Regions from separate parts of the Mus musculus genome. Here region 2 is linked to region 1. A link is a contact called in public promoter capture Hi-C data. All regions are on one chromosome and are shown on one strand. The core of a region is the stretch at or near the end of the contact, and the rest is flanking DNA. Distances in the headings are between cores, read along the strand shown.

Region 1 (7,200 bases), core at 2,453-4,952:
GTGTGCTAGTGTGCATGGGCAGTGTGGGAGGGGAGTGAAAGGGAAGTCTTTGTCAGACCTGGAGGGAACTCAGATGCTCTGAATGGATCATTGGCAACAAAAGGGAGAGTGCAGCCTCAAATTCTTGAATTTGATCATCTGCTGAGAGTGCGTACATTTAGTCTTTCAATGTTTTTTAGTCGTTACAAAATATTTCACAAAACTTTTTCACCTATAGAAATTCATTTCTATACATTTAATATATTTATTGTATAAATTATTCTCATCTTTAGTGCCTTCTTTCAGCTTATAAATGGCAAAATAGACAATTGACAGCCATAAAGCTAGGCCAGGTGGAATCTCCTCCTCTCTAAGGTTAGTCCTCCACACAGGACACACTTGTCTTTGCGCATGCCAGCTAAGGAACTAAGCAATCATCCTCCCCTGATAGTATGTCATCTCCAAAGGGACTTCTTTCTGTTTTCCCTATTTCCTTTGCTTGTTAGCAAATCAAAGGATGTGCATAGTTATAAAATTCGAAGTGTACCAATTACAGAGGTGGGTAAAGGGTAGGTTGGTGAGGTTCAAGTGCTGGCAACTTTTCTTAAAGCAAACACAGAGAGCTCAGCAGCTAAATCAGCTCTGGACATCTGCTGGGGTGAGAAGGCTGCCCAACTCTAGGGCAGAGAGCCCATCAGAGGTTCATCCCTATACCTGGTACTTTGAGCAAACCCAAGCCTTCCTGCATACTGTGATGTCTTTTCCGTCCCACCCTTCGGCCCCTCTGTTTCCTTCATGGCTTCACACAGTTTGTGTTGTACATTCATAAGGATTCACATTGACTGCAAAAACATAAATGCAACAAAAACATAAAAGCCTCCAAGTGTTAGATTATATATATTTTGTTCTTCTAAATGCTCTTCTGTCGTTGTCAGAGGTGCAGTAGCTAATTTATAACTTCTCCTTTGAGGGAATCCAGATGAAAGGTCCAGACTGCTCTTCAATAACAAGCTTGCATTGGTTGTAAATATCTTCTAAGGTATCTCCTTGGACAATAGCTGTTGCAAAGACATAAATAGCAAGGGTTAGGAGGCACTGCCTTGGGGGTGAGGACAGTTATCTCTCACCCAACAGAAGCTGGGATCAGTGGCAGACAACTCATCTGAAAGCCTAATGTCCCCTTTATGTGAGGGGGGGAAATGCAGGATGCTTACATAAGTGTGGTCACCTCAGTGGTGCTTAAAAGGGGCATTCTTTCCATGCCCTAGGTCAGTAATAAATGTGTCCCAATCTTAGCGCTTTCTGTGTTTGTTCACAATTCTAGCAACACATTGTTTCATGGATGGCTGCTCTGAACCAGGCACTGGAGCAGAAGATACAGTGGTTTCAGACTGAGGCTCCCTGTTTGGCTGTAGAGTTTCTATACTTTAATTAAGACAGAAATTCAGGTCTTGTAGATATGGAAATAATCCGAGTTTTGAAGGACAAGCTTAGTTAACCTTTTCACTTTACTGAGAAACACCATTTTTTCTCCAAGTTACTTGGTAAATTAGGATTTTTTTTTTTTGTCTCACAGAACTATTTATACTGTGAATACCTGATAGGGAACATAAATAAGAGGGGCTATAAATCACCAAGCTGTAAATGACTAAGCTACTTGGCTCTCTGAAGATTTGCACACCTTTTGTCGCTTCCTTCAGTAAATGCTCTTGTGGAGCTGGGTTTCCTAAACACATCAGCACTATCCCTAGGCCCTCAGAGCTTCAAGACAAATTATTATTGAAGTAGAGTTGACATTATTATGTTTCAAAAACAATCTTCACATCACACTATGGTAATCTACCCATAAGTGCAAACTATGAGTCAAGTAGTTGTTATTTTTTACTTAATTTTCCCACCTGGGAACTCAACTTGGGTCCTCTAGTGCAGCAAGTGTTCTTAACTGCTGAGTTATCTCTCCAGCCCTTAGATTTTTTTTCCCACCCGAATGCTCTTTTAAAATCACTCACATTCCTAAGAGAAACCTTAATATTAACTCTAGTAAAAGTAATTACACAGTGCTATGCTCATGGTGACTTTGGTAGTCAAGGTAACTGCAACAATCTCCTTCTCATTTCATGCCAGTGGTTCATGAGGGAAGTTGTTGTATTGAATGTTATTTTGGAGGACGCTGGGATCAAACGCTGAGCCTTATGAAAGCAACTTTGCTAACTGTGCTACACCTCATACTTAGTATCTTGTTATCAATCATTAAGAATCTGCTGTGAATTAAATTCCCCCAAGACAGGTTTCTCTCTGTATTTAGTCAGTGTTTTGTCAGAGCAGAGAAGGAGACGGAACTCAGGACATCCACAAGAAATTCCCAAAATGTCTTGTTGCCAAAGACATTGTTTTTTTTTTTTTTTTTTAAATCAAAGCTATTATTAGTCTTGAGACAGTGTTAACTGAAGCATCTCCAAGTGGGTTTTGCTCACGATGCTGATTGAGGAGATAGGTCTGGAGGTCTTCAAGGCAGAGACTGCAGGATAGTAACTGTTGTAGACACTGCTCATTTTGAGCCTTAAAACATTCGTTTTTAAGTTTTCTGAAAATATCAGGGAGACAGTTTAATGAGGTAGCATGCTTAATAGCAGGAGATAACTCAGGGCATTTGCTGCTCATGGTTTAGGGCCAGTGGAGAACTGGAAATGAGCTAACTCAGAGAGGAGAGAATCCAGAGCTCTAAACCAAGTGGGTAAGGCAGATAAGAGTACAGGCAGCCTCACCTGGAAGGGTTTGGGGTCTAGCTTCATCAGGCATGGAGCCTATCCTAAGTACAGCATCAGGCAATTTATCGCCTTTTCTTGTAGTACCAGGACACCAAGGAAACTTACCTGTAAAATATTCTCCAAATTCTTGTTCTAGTTTAATCGCCCGGTCATAAGTTTTCTTGGCTTGTTCCTCTGTCAGACGCTTATTCATCTCCCTGAGAAAATGAGGGTTTGATATCAGGACACAAAGAGAGTATACCAAATTTCCACAATTTTACAATGACCCCTACAGGAGGCAGAGTTTAATCCTCGTAGCTGTTAAGGCTTCATCTTGGACCGACCCATTGGTGGAACCATTTCAGCCGCTGAGGGTTAGGTGCTAGGGTGCCCACTCGCCTGGAGGACAGGCTTCATGTGCAGCACAGGGCTGAGGCAAGGCAGAACCTGTCTCCTTGCCATCTGTGGCCTCTGTTTCCTTCCCTGCAGTCCCTAGAGCAGGATTATAAACTTCCTCTCCAGCAGGCCCTAGAGTATTTAAATGGAGTACTATGTGTCCCTTGAGGTTCCTCCTCATCAGAACAAACTGCCCTTCAACGACTTCTCTGTTGTATTTCTAAACTCAAACTTCCTTTGTTGGACATTTCCACATCTCCAAAATACACATAGGGCATGAATTGAAGACACTCTTCCAGAAGTGGTCAGAAGGAGGAAAGATGAACATATATCTGGGTTTGTTAGGTAGCACTATACTCAAGAGAACTAGCCTGGTTTCTTCTCAGGTTCCTCCTTTATAAAAGGATTAATATCTTGCTTTCATCCCTCTTAGGGTTTATTGTTCACCCCCCATGCAAGTCTGGTAAGCAGAAACCCACAGAGCTTCCTGAGGATTATGCAGAGTGGAGCAGATCCCAGAGGAGTTATGTAGCTCTAACTACTCAACTTGTACAAACACTGAGTCATGCCCATAGTGACAAGAACTCTAGACTTCCTGTTCTTGTGACCAAATGACAGCACAAGTGTCTGCTGAGGGACTGGTATACACTGGATACAGAGTCACCAAAAGTGCTGGGACCACAGTATTTCCAAATAGGACTATAACTGAGTTACTTAATCAAATGGTGAACTAGGATAGAGGAGCTTGGTCTAGAAGGATCTCTAATGTAGGGTGAAGGGTACAGTCAGATAGAAGGAATAGCCTCTAATCTTTAATACTATTCTAGGGTCAATGTGGTTGACAGAAAATAGTTGACTATTTTAAGTGGTTAATAGGGATTTAGTGTGATCTCAAGAATGATTCAAAGTAAAGAATGTTCAAGGATTCTGATCTGTCCATTACATTTTGTATTTATGAATCAAAATATTATACCATATCCCATCAACTCATAGAATTACCACTTGTAAATTAAAATGTATTTAAAAGGTAAAAACAAAAAAAAGAAACCATGATGGCTGCTTGATTTTTTGTTCAGGTAGGAAAATGGATTATAAAGGAGTTACGGCTATGACTGTCTTTTCTATTAACCTGGTTTATCATTAACTATATAGAAGAATGTTGTTTGATCTTCTGGTAACTAAAGTGCAATGTAATCTAGTCTCAAGGACAAGAAGGTGGGAAGGAAAATGGATATTTTTCTAATTCTCTCTAAAATCAATTTATTGATTCCTAACCCCATATTGGTATTATCTTCCCAGAGCCTCTAGCACTGAAAGTAGAGGTCCAATCAAATGAAAAGACATTTTTATTGGCTGGGTAGGTACATTTCTGAAAGTATTGGGGCCTTGTATGTCACTTGAACACCAGAGATCCAGGTTTGGAATCCCTAGGCTTAGTCATTCCCTTTCCCAGTGCAAGTTATGGGGGCTTGAAGTGGAGAAGTGGCTTCCTTAAGGTTGTCTATAAAGTAATCAGGAGTTCTACAGTAAAAAATTGAGCCCCTTTCTAAACCACAGTCAACCATGCCATATTATACCAAAGCTTGGTACCTTCTGAAACATGGTTATGTGAAGAAAGAAGTTGGACATGGGTTTCGATGTTACTGAGAACTGAAGTACAAAGTAAGATTTCACTAACCTTTGTTGTTATAAGTATTCTCATTACATTTTACAGAGTTCATACCTAAGCTTTAGGTTCTTTGAGGGAGAAGCCTATGGCTTGTTTATTACCATATGACATGAGCTTGATTCAATAACTGTCAAATGAGTGAGTGGAGGACTAAGTGGTGAATGAGGGAAATAAATATGGTTATGTCATAGATGCCAGTAGAGGAACACACAATGCATCATGGGTTCAAAGCCACAAAAGACCATTAATGGGGATAGGGTACTCAGACACAGGAAAACTTCCCATTGCTATGGGGTAGGTACAGAAGTTCAGGAGGCAGCATATTATGAAACTATCTCTTTCACATACGCCCTTGAATTTGTGTTCCTCTTCAGAGGCAGCTGTGTGCTTGCTCTCTGTGGATGATGAACAGGAGAGGTAATGTGTGTGATGGTGTGTCACTGTCTTGCTGTGACAGCTGCTATGCTCTGGTTCCAGCTGACCGAGCTTTGCTCCTTCCTGGGGAATGGGCAATTCAAGAGAGCATTGCTCCTGAAGTAAAAGCCCCAGGAAAGAGTGAGCCACAAACAGCCTTTAGTAATGAGATTGCACCAGGCTGAGTGTCAGCATCACTGCAGTGGAGATCCATGGGTATGGCTACAGCAAATTATGCCAAGGACACTGTCCTCATTGTGGCATCCAGCCTTTGGCATGCTTAGTTTTCCTTGGTGATAAGTGTCTGTGACAGGGCCCTAAGGCAGAACTGCATGAATCATCTGGTAGTTATGGAAGGAAGTAGATCTTCCATTGAGCACCAGATGGGCTGTCTCCCAGCGTCACACTGGACCAAATGTGCCACTGCTTTTGGTCCCTCAGGCTTTCCTTCCCTAGGAAGTCATCCCTCTCTTGTGTGTTTATGATGTGGATTAATTTCTATTTCTGAAATGAGCTTTTATGATGCTGTTCCCAAGAGGAGAGTGCCACTTTTCTTCTCATAAGATTAACATTGCATGGCTTTGTGTAGCGGTTTACAGATTATAAATCACGTTTATATAATGACATTGTGGTCACTTAACTAACTTTATGAAACACCGCCCACAGAAAAAGTTTAACTCGTGCCGTTAGAACACCATTTTATCATCAATACACATTTCCTATGTGGTAATTGGGGTTAATGTTCTTTATGTTTATTTACTTCCTAGTTTTATTTTTCTGTTTTGTCAAAAACCCTTGTCTACCTTTACTTCTGGGGATGTACTCTGTTTTTAGGATACAACTCTGATGATTTCCCCAGAGGTCAACTATGTGTTTGAAGTTTATCCTCCCAGCTGCCAGTCCAACTACTGTGGTTCAATTTGCAGCTTCGTCCTCAGAGGAGACCAAACAGGTAGCTGATATCCTCAGAAAACAATGGCTTCCATCTCTGGGAATAAGTACCTTCTATTTTTACCATCTTTCCATAAGCATTGTTTTCCAGCGTGCTGTGTATGGTTCAGCCCAACAACATTCTCCCAAGGCTTGGTTTGCCTCTCCTGGAGGCAGTGCTGAAGCCAGGCTCTTGTAACAGAGGCCTTGACCTCATCTCTGGCTTTCTCCAGGAAGCTGCTTATGTGTTTTATGAGGATAACACATTGAATTAGTGGTTCATAAAAAGTAACCCTGTATATTTTGCAATAATAATAATATTTCCTGAGTACTTACTATGTACTAAGGACTAAATGAGCCTCTGTGACATTGTTCAACCTTGTGGAGCTCAAGCAACTCGGGCTAAGATTATATGAAGGATCATTGGTTAAAAGAAAAGTTGGCCTTATTGTCCACTTTTCATGTCTCTGCTTGCTGCCTCTTTGCTCTGCTACCGTTCCCTACAGTAGCCTCACTGCTGTGTGGGAACTGTCAGATCATGGATATCCGCCTAATTTGCTGACTGGTTTGGAAGAGAAGTATTTTACTAGACCTTTGAAAATGCTTTGAAACAACATCAGAACCATGTTGTTCCCACGCTTACGTATTTATATAGATGTGGAGTGATGAATTAAGGATATAGTCATGTCCCTAGGGAAGGCTCTGTGAAGAACCAGTGTCTGCATGTCTTAAGGCAGAGTCAGAATTTTATTAAAGGCAATGTGGAATGTCAATGGAAAATTCTGAAACACTCTTTGTATTCTTTATAAAAAACAAAATAACTCATTTCAAGATTTACCTGTGAAACTGTTCTCAAAGTTAAGAAACAATACAAAGATGATAGTCTTCTGTGATTGATAAAAACTAAAATGGAAACTAAAATAACTGCCCAATCCCTCCATAAACCTCTTAGACCAAATGAAGCTGCTAACAAATAGAAAATGTGAAGGTGAAAACAATTTGTAAAGTAGTGAAGAGTTATTGACTCAAAAAGCTTAATATATATTCAATTAAGTATATATCTGA
Region 2 (7,200 bases), core at 3,458-5,957, 430 kb before region 1:
AATAAATAATAAAAATTATTGATGTAGAACTATCTTTATGTGCAATTATGTATGTGTGTGTCTCTGTGTAGGTAAGCCAGAGGTATCAGATCATCCTGGATCTGGCATCATAGGCAGTTATGAGCAACTTGACATGGATGCTGAGAACCAAACTCCACTCTCTTGGCAGAGGAGTCTGAGGGAGGAGGATCTCAAATTCTAAGCCAGTACATGATGTGCAGCAGACTCCATCTGAGTCAGGGGTATAGGGGAAGTAAAACCCTACCTACCATGTAATGGCACTGTGTAAGGCATTAGAAGTGAAGATAATTAAGACATAGCACCAGGTCTCTTCCTTACTGATACTCTTTCCTCTCTAATCTGCCTATAAACTAAAGCCACAGCTATGCAGTGGTAGAAATGACAACTGTTGAGTTGGAATGTACTTTGCTTATATCTTGTTCAAAGTCAAGACGGAAATACTGCACAGGATCAACTCACCAAGGACAAGTGGTGCAATGGTAAAACCCCAAACCTGTGCCACACTGCTGCTCCCCTGCAGAGGACTACAGACTAGAGGCTCTAGTGACAAAAGAATTAAAGGTGAGTCAGAGATGAGCATGGCCAACGTTATTCTAAATGTTAGTACAGGATAATTGAGAGATTAAGCAACTGGCCAAGATCATGTCACAAATTTACTAATTTGTAAGAAGGACTGAATCTAGAATACCTACTGAAATGTCTTGTGTCTAGATCTCATAAAGCACAAAATGTGCTAACAGCTAAAATTCTGAAGTTAATTTGTATTTAGTTACAAAGTTAATTCTCAACCCAGTCTGTCTCTCTAGAACCTCTGTTCTTAATTATCAGCCACCCTCTATAACGTAGATCACAGTCAATCCAGCATGCCTAAGAGTCCAGTTCCATGATCTCCAAGACTCCTGCCAGAAACGTTTCTATTCATCAAACACATACAACAGGAGTTTTACTCCAGGCCTAAGGGGAAGGTCACCAGCAGAAGCCAGTGATAGAGAAAGAGGAGTACAAGGAAGAAGGGAAAGATTGTTATCAGTGTCTTCTTCCAAGCAGCTTCTTACAGCTGCATTTTAGTAGACAACAGGCCACAGGGGCAAAAGTTGGGAAGGGGAACACCAAACAGGAACCGAAAGCAGAACTGAAAGGATCTACATACATCAAATTGCCCAGCCCACTGTTGTGCTCACCCACAACTAACTGAGAAGCTGCGGGAAGGGAGGCCTGCAGGAGCTGACAGCCATGAGGTCCACACTGGAACAAGACAAAGAGTAACAGAAACACGGAGCAGAAGTTAAGAGGAATAGCTGGGTGCGAATGACCAGCAGTTTCCAAAAGAGGCATAATGCAGACAACTAAACAGATGACGTATTCAAGCTGAAACGAGAAGAGATAAGAAACTCGGGGAGATAGAAGCAAAGGTTGGAGAGAGCCCTCTGCACACAGGTAGAATTAAGAAAGCTGGCAAAGCAAAGCTGTTCCTTGTGCTTGGGGTTGTGGTGACCCTTGGTTCTCTTCCTATTTAAACATCTGCCTTGCTTGCTAAGGCAAATTGCACCTCTTGCCACCTATGGCTGGGATGATATGTTGTCTTGGAGCTGTGTTATATATTTAAGAATAAACTTTCATTAAGAATGTGTGAGGACCTAGAAGATGGTGTAGTCAGTAAAGAGCCTGAGTTCTGAATCTCCCTCATATGCACACTCTCTAAAATACTGGGCATGCCCTTTGTCTATAATCCTAGGCCTGAGCACGCAGAGACAGGAAAATCTCTAGAACTCATTGGCCAGCTAGCCTAAATTCAGTGTGACCTCCTATCTCAAAAAGTTACTTGAGAAGCAATTAAGGAAGAAACTCTCTATCCACACATATATGCATATATATGTAACCGTATACACATGCAGATACCCACACAAATATATACATATACCACATAAATACACACAAAAACATACAAATAGGATGGAGATATAGCACAGTTGATGCTTGCCTAATACACACAAAGCCCTGGGTTTAATTCCCAGCACCACATTAATAAAACATGTCAGTAAAAATGTCTAAAAGTATAAACTCAGTACAATCCTAGAGTATAAAGTTTTGCTGAGTAAAATCAAATATACTACCTGTGATGATTTGAACAGGTATGGCCCCCATATACTCATGTGTATAAATGCTTGGCCCACAGGGAGTGGCACTACTATATAAGATAATAAGATATGGTCTTATTGGAGGTGTGGCCTTGTTCAAGAAAGTGTGGCAGTGGAGGTGGGCTTTGAGGTTATATATGCTCCAACTACTTATAGTCTCCTGCTGCCTGTTGATCAAGATGTAGAACTCTTGGCTCCTCCAGCACCATGTCTGCCTGCAGGCTGTCATACTTCCTGCCATGATGATAATGGACTAAACCTCTGAAACTGTAAGCCAGCCCCAATGAAATGTTTGCCTTTAGCAGAGTTTCTGTAAGCTGAGGGTGGTGGCACACACCTTTAATAAATAAATAAATAAACCCCTAAATAAACTCTATTCTATACAAAAAAAAAAAAAAAAAAAAAAAGAAAGAAAGAAAGAAAGAAAGAAAGAAAGAAAGAAAAAGAAAATTGGCCGGGAGGGAAATGCACCTGTCATGCAAACCTAAGAACCCGAGTTCAGACCTTAGCACCCACACGAAAAGTCAGTCATGGCTCCACACTTGCCTGTAACCCCACACTTGCCATGGGTGAAGGCCAGGCTTCCAGGTTCAATAAGAACATTCTCCAGTCTCTCATTCAAGGGAATAAGGCAGAGAGTGATAGCACAGGGCACCTCACATCCTCCTGTCCTTCATATGTGCACTGGTGAGTAACACACACACACACACACACACACACACACACACACACACACACACGGCGGGGGGGGGGGGGAGGAGAGAGGAAAATAAATTAGCATCATTCCACCCTTTACCCCTGCATTCTCTGGAAGCAGTATTCCCAGGGAGATTTTTAGAGACCGTATGTACTAAAGCTTCCCCCTCTAACTTTACTGCTAATAACTGGATGCTATGAAGAATTATATGTGTGTAAAAGAGGTTTCAGTACAAGGATTAAGAGTCGTTCCATAGGAAAAAGCCATGAGTTCGGCTTTGTTTTACAGTGTGGGCGGAGAGCAGAGCTACAGAAAAGAGGAAGTCCTAGAGTTCTTAACACAGCCTTCACTTCAGCTAGACAGCCATAGCTCGCTCCACAGAAAGGTTTTCCTAGGGAAAGCATAAAACTCCATGGTCCTGCCTCCAACTTCTCAACTTACAAATAAGCCGCTGTAGAAATTAAAGGGGCCGTTCCAGAAAGACTTCTGCTACCTCAGCTAAATTAAAATGTTTGCTTGCTTTCTTCCTTTCTTTTCTTTTCGTTTTTCTTTTTTTTTTGAAACCCAAACTTAAATTTCTAGGTCTTTTTTTTTTTTTTTTTACTTCAAAACTAAATTGTTCTACAACCCCATGTCTTCCCTCTTTCCCAAATTCCTACCTAGTCAAACGTCCCATCAATAAGCATGCCTCCATCGGTAACCTTCTATTCAGGGCAGCTACTCTGCTAGGGCTTATGGTTCTTAGCTGCTTCAGTTAGTCATCACTGCAACCTTCTGCAGTAAGCCAAGAAACTTGGCTCAGAAACTAACTGTAACTTGTCCAAGATCACAGAGTGAGGCCAGAATCCTGATGTGACTTCTAAAGCCAAGATCAGACGACTGTACTCTTTCTAATCCCAGTGCCTTGTGCATTCAGGCCTCAGAGACTCCTAGAACTATAGAATTATATAGCCTTGTCATTTCAGAGGACACAGGTACTTTTCATTCAGACCTATAGGGTAATGACCTATGGTCTCATGCTGCCACCAAATACAAAGGCATTGGAGAAGCCTGTCTTAAAACTGTGAACTCAAGTTCAAGACCAGAGAGACCTGATCCTTGCACTCACTTCAGATGGGGATACAGACCTTTTAGCCTCTAAAGGTAACATTTCAGCTGAGAGAAGCAGTTTAGTGAAGCGATACATTCTTATGTAATGGGTACATCTGAATTTGTGTTGAGAGACCTAAAGGTGAAGGTTAGCCTCCATACCTAAGAATTTGAGGTGAGAGGTATGGGGTCAAAGGTTAGTCTCCATAATCTGGTTTTGGCCAAGGTAAACAAAGAGTTTAGATTGAGGCATTTCCTAAAATGAAGAGTTAAAAATATGTATCCTGGACCTCCAGAACTGGAGGGATAAATTTCTCATGGTCTCTGTTGGGAAACACTCGAATAATTAAGGCTTAAGACCACCCTCCAGAAAATGTGAACTAAAACCAAGTCAAGTCCTAAGTATCAGAGTCTGAATTTTGGAGTGGGCGGCGGTGCTCCAACAGCCAAGCAAGGTATGGGCGGGCGGTTGGGACGTGGGACCTAGAACCCTTACTCCCCAGCCTCTGCTTACCTTCTGTTCGAAGTAAAGAACTGAGTATTTACGGGCTACAGCAGGGTCGGGTGTGGGACTGGCTGACAAATGCGGGCTGCCGAGGGTCTTTAGCCTAGGCGGGATGGTTGTGGCGGCCCCGAGTAATAGGAAAGACAGGAGCAGGAGAGCCCGGCAGCCCATGGCTGGGGATGGCAGCCACAGTGTGGGCGACTAAAGAAAGAGAGCCACCAGCAGAAGCGCAAAGACTAAGCCGGGCCCAGCTCGTAGCTCCGCCCGCTGCAGACCAGCTCCTCCCCCGGGAAACCTAAAACCAGGCAGCTCCTGGCCCCAAAGGCGTTGCCTCCACACTTGCCACTCGCCATCCTCCTTCTCCCCGCCCACCTCCACTGAGGTCACACTCTACGTCGGCCTTTACTACGCAGGGTTTTGCCCCATCCTTATCTATGGCTCCCCAAGCCCTATCGCTACCCTAGGTTATGCCATATCCCCGCCTTTATTGCCACCATCACACTGTCCCCGCAACCTCAGTCCCACGTAACACCCCAGCTCTCCGCAAATCCCTTATAATGGCACGGGGCGGGAGGAGGAGGGAGGGAGAGTGAGTCTATTGTCACCAGGCATGACGGCACACACGTGACCCACACTCAACCAGAACAGCAACCTTCCAGACGGAGTTGGACTCTCCCCTCTACTTAGGTGAGGAAACAAGTACAGGGACTCGATGCTGGGCCCCTCAAGTAGCAGGAAATGGAGCGAGGTTCACAGATCGCTCTGCCCCCTTCCTTGTAGGCCGTTCGGGCTCTTCGCCTCTGTTGTTCCCGCCTAAGCAGCCCCACCGGTGTTCAGTTCTCGGGTCACCCCCATCGTCCGCATTGCCCGCACGACCCGTCCCTCCTGTGGCCGCTGGGTGTTGCGCGCAGACTAAGCCTTCTCTAAGCCTCGGTAATCCATCCATGCTCCGCGATGGCGACTCCCTCTACAACAGCGCCCCCTCCTGTCCAGCCCGCGGCGCCAACTTTCATCCGCTCCCACGCCCTCGGCGTCCGTCTGAAGCCACTCCTTCCCACGCCTCGAGCCTTCCCGGCTTCCCTCGCACTTCGCCGAGAGAACTACCGCTCCACCAGTCGATGAAGAACGACCCTCGAAACCCACAGCTACCCCTAGCTTTACAAGAAGGGTCGCTTGCCCGGGGGTGGGTGGTGGGGTGGGGACACGCCCTGCAGGGCGTTTTCTGATTGGCTCTCCTGAAAGTCCGTCAAGACGGTCCTTCCGGCGGAAGAGGACGCGGGAGATTCGATTGCTGGCGTTTGGAGAGCGGCGGACCGAGCGGCCGGAGGGCGGAGCGGTTGCCCGGGCTTGTCTGTGTCCTTTGCCTCAGGTGAGACGCTGAAAAAAGGAGTTCTTGGGGGGCTCTAGGTGGAGAGACTCCTGACGAGGCGCTGTAACCTTGCACTCCGTATGGATTGATTTCAGGACTTCTGGCCGTAAACGCCGGCTACGAGGTTAAACGGGAAAGTCAATACTTTTCATGTTCCTTGGCGAAGGTTTATCAGCACTTTACTGTTGCTGCGGATCCCCAAAAACCCAGAAAGGAAAGGGCTCGACTTTCAACGGGGGCATAAAACTATGTCAGCAGGTTACTGTGCTAGGTGCTGGCAAAGATGGTTTGTTTTATTTTTTTCAGATGACTTTGACTGCCCAGAGAAAGTATTTTACTGAGTAATGTACGCAGTCCAGAAATTGAAAGGTTTCTATTTTCCCTGCTCTCACGAACCCACACCTGAGATCCAAATCCAACTCCCCACTGAACACTGCCACTACCATAATCTAACCTGTGACAGCTGCATGCAGTGACAGTAGTAGCCTCCAAGACCAGGCAGATGGGTGAAAAATTCTTTACCTAGATACTCACCACTTGTTTTAGAAGCTTCTGTTTGTCCCGATATTTTTAAGTTCAAAATCTGTAACTTAGGTTAAAAGCTCTTTGGCCTTGCTTGCCTCTCTAACTTCAGTTCTAGACCCTGTCATACCCCCCACACACACACACACACACACACACATATACCCTCTCAGTGTGGGAGGTGAAACCCAGGATATCACACACACACTCTGTTCATGACATACTGAATTATCCCGAACCCCAGATTACCTTGTGTGTTCCTCAAAAGCACCACCCTCTCAACCTCCCAAACTTCTTTTTATCCCACCACACCTAAGGCATGTTCTGACTCGTTAGTAATTGCTTAGTTTGTAAAGCCGTTCTGGTTTGTTTTGCTTTATGTTTTATGTGTGTGAGTTAAGATAACAGGATTTTTTTTTGTTGTTTTTTTGTTTTGTTTGTTTTGGTTTTTTGTTGTTGTTGTTGTTGTTGTTGTTTTTTGAGACAGGGTTTTTCTGTATAGCCCTGGCTCTCTTGGAACTCACTTTGTAGACCAGGCTGGCCTCGAACTCAGAAATCTGCCTGCCTCTGCCTCCTGAGTTCTGGGATTAAAGGTGAGTGCCACCACACCCGGCTCCAAGATAACAGGATTCTATACCCAAAACTGACCTTGAACTCCCTCTATCATCCTCTATTTCCCAATTGCTAGATTTATAGGTATGTCAAGGCTGGCTTCTTGACCTTGCAAAAAATGGGATCACTGAGCACTCTGTCATTTTTTTATTCGCTCCTCAGATAAAATTTTAAGTGCCTCCATTATGCCAAGAAGGGCCAGGTTTTGGATGACTTCAACTAACAATAGAGACTGCTGTCCTAGGGT

Evidence for each region. Promoter capture Hi-C pulls out the DNA fragments that hold promoters and counts their contacts.
Region 2: a contact with region 1 is called in a promoter capture Hi-C map of hematopoietic stem and progenitor cells. The contact joins the promoter of Prcp here to the enhancer-like site in region 1. A contact is called at or near these places in 7 of 39 promoter capture datasets (the C10 cell line, the HPC-7 cell line, hematopoietic stem and progenitor cells and 3 more), 1 of 484 Hi-C or Micro-C datasets (olfactory sensory neurons), 1 of 115 datasets of contacts at active chromatin or transcription factors (embryonic stem cells) and 1 of 9 other capture datasets (liver).

Annotation. Positions count from the first base shown.
Region 1 is chr7:92,438,348-92,445,547 of GRCm38.p6, reverse strand. Dlg2 (discs large MAGUK scaffold protein 2) reads right to left here. Exons shown (of 23, transcript NM_011807.3): 22 at 2,853-2,944; 23 at 1-1,037. The coding sequence ends at 931. Among named protein-coding and RNA genes, the nearest start is that of Ccdc90b, 120 kb to the left of the region's middle. Within about 2 kb of position 3,702, at least 65 of the 459 cell types and tissues checked have an H3K27ac peak or open chromatin away from gene starts, as enhancers often do. A contact at or near this core is called in hematopoietic stem and progenitor cells, olfactory sensory neurons and pre-B cells, where this site is marked.
Region 2 is chr7:92,872,760-92,879,959 of GRCm38.p6, reverse strand. Prcp (prolylcarboxypeptidase (angiotensinase C)) reads right to left here and starts at 4,707. Exons shown (of 9, transcript NM_028243.3): 1 at 4,460-4,707. The coding sequence starts at 4,621. Ddias (DNA damage-induced apoptosis suppressor) reads left to right here and starts at 5,713. Exons shown (of 6, transcript NM_001355126.1): 1 at 5,713-5,819; 2 at 7,116-7,198. Gm40448 (a long non-coding RNA gene) reads right to left here and starts at 2,572. Exons shown (of 2, transcript XR_869796.3): 1 at 1-2,572.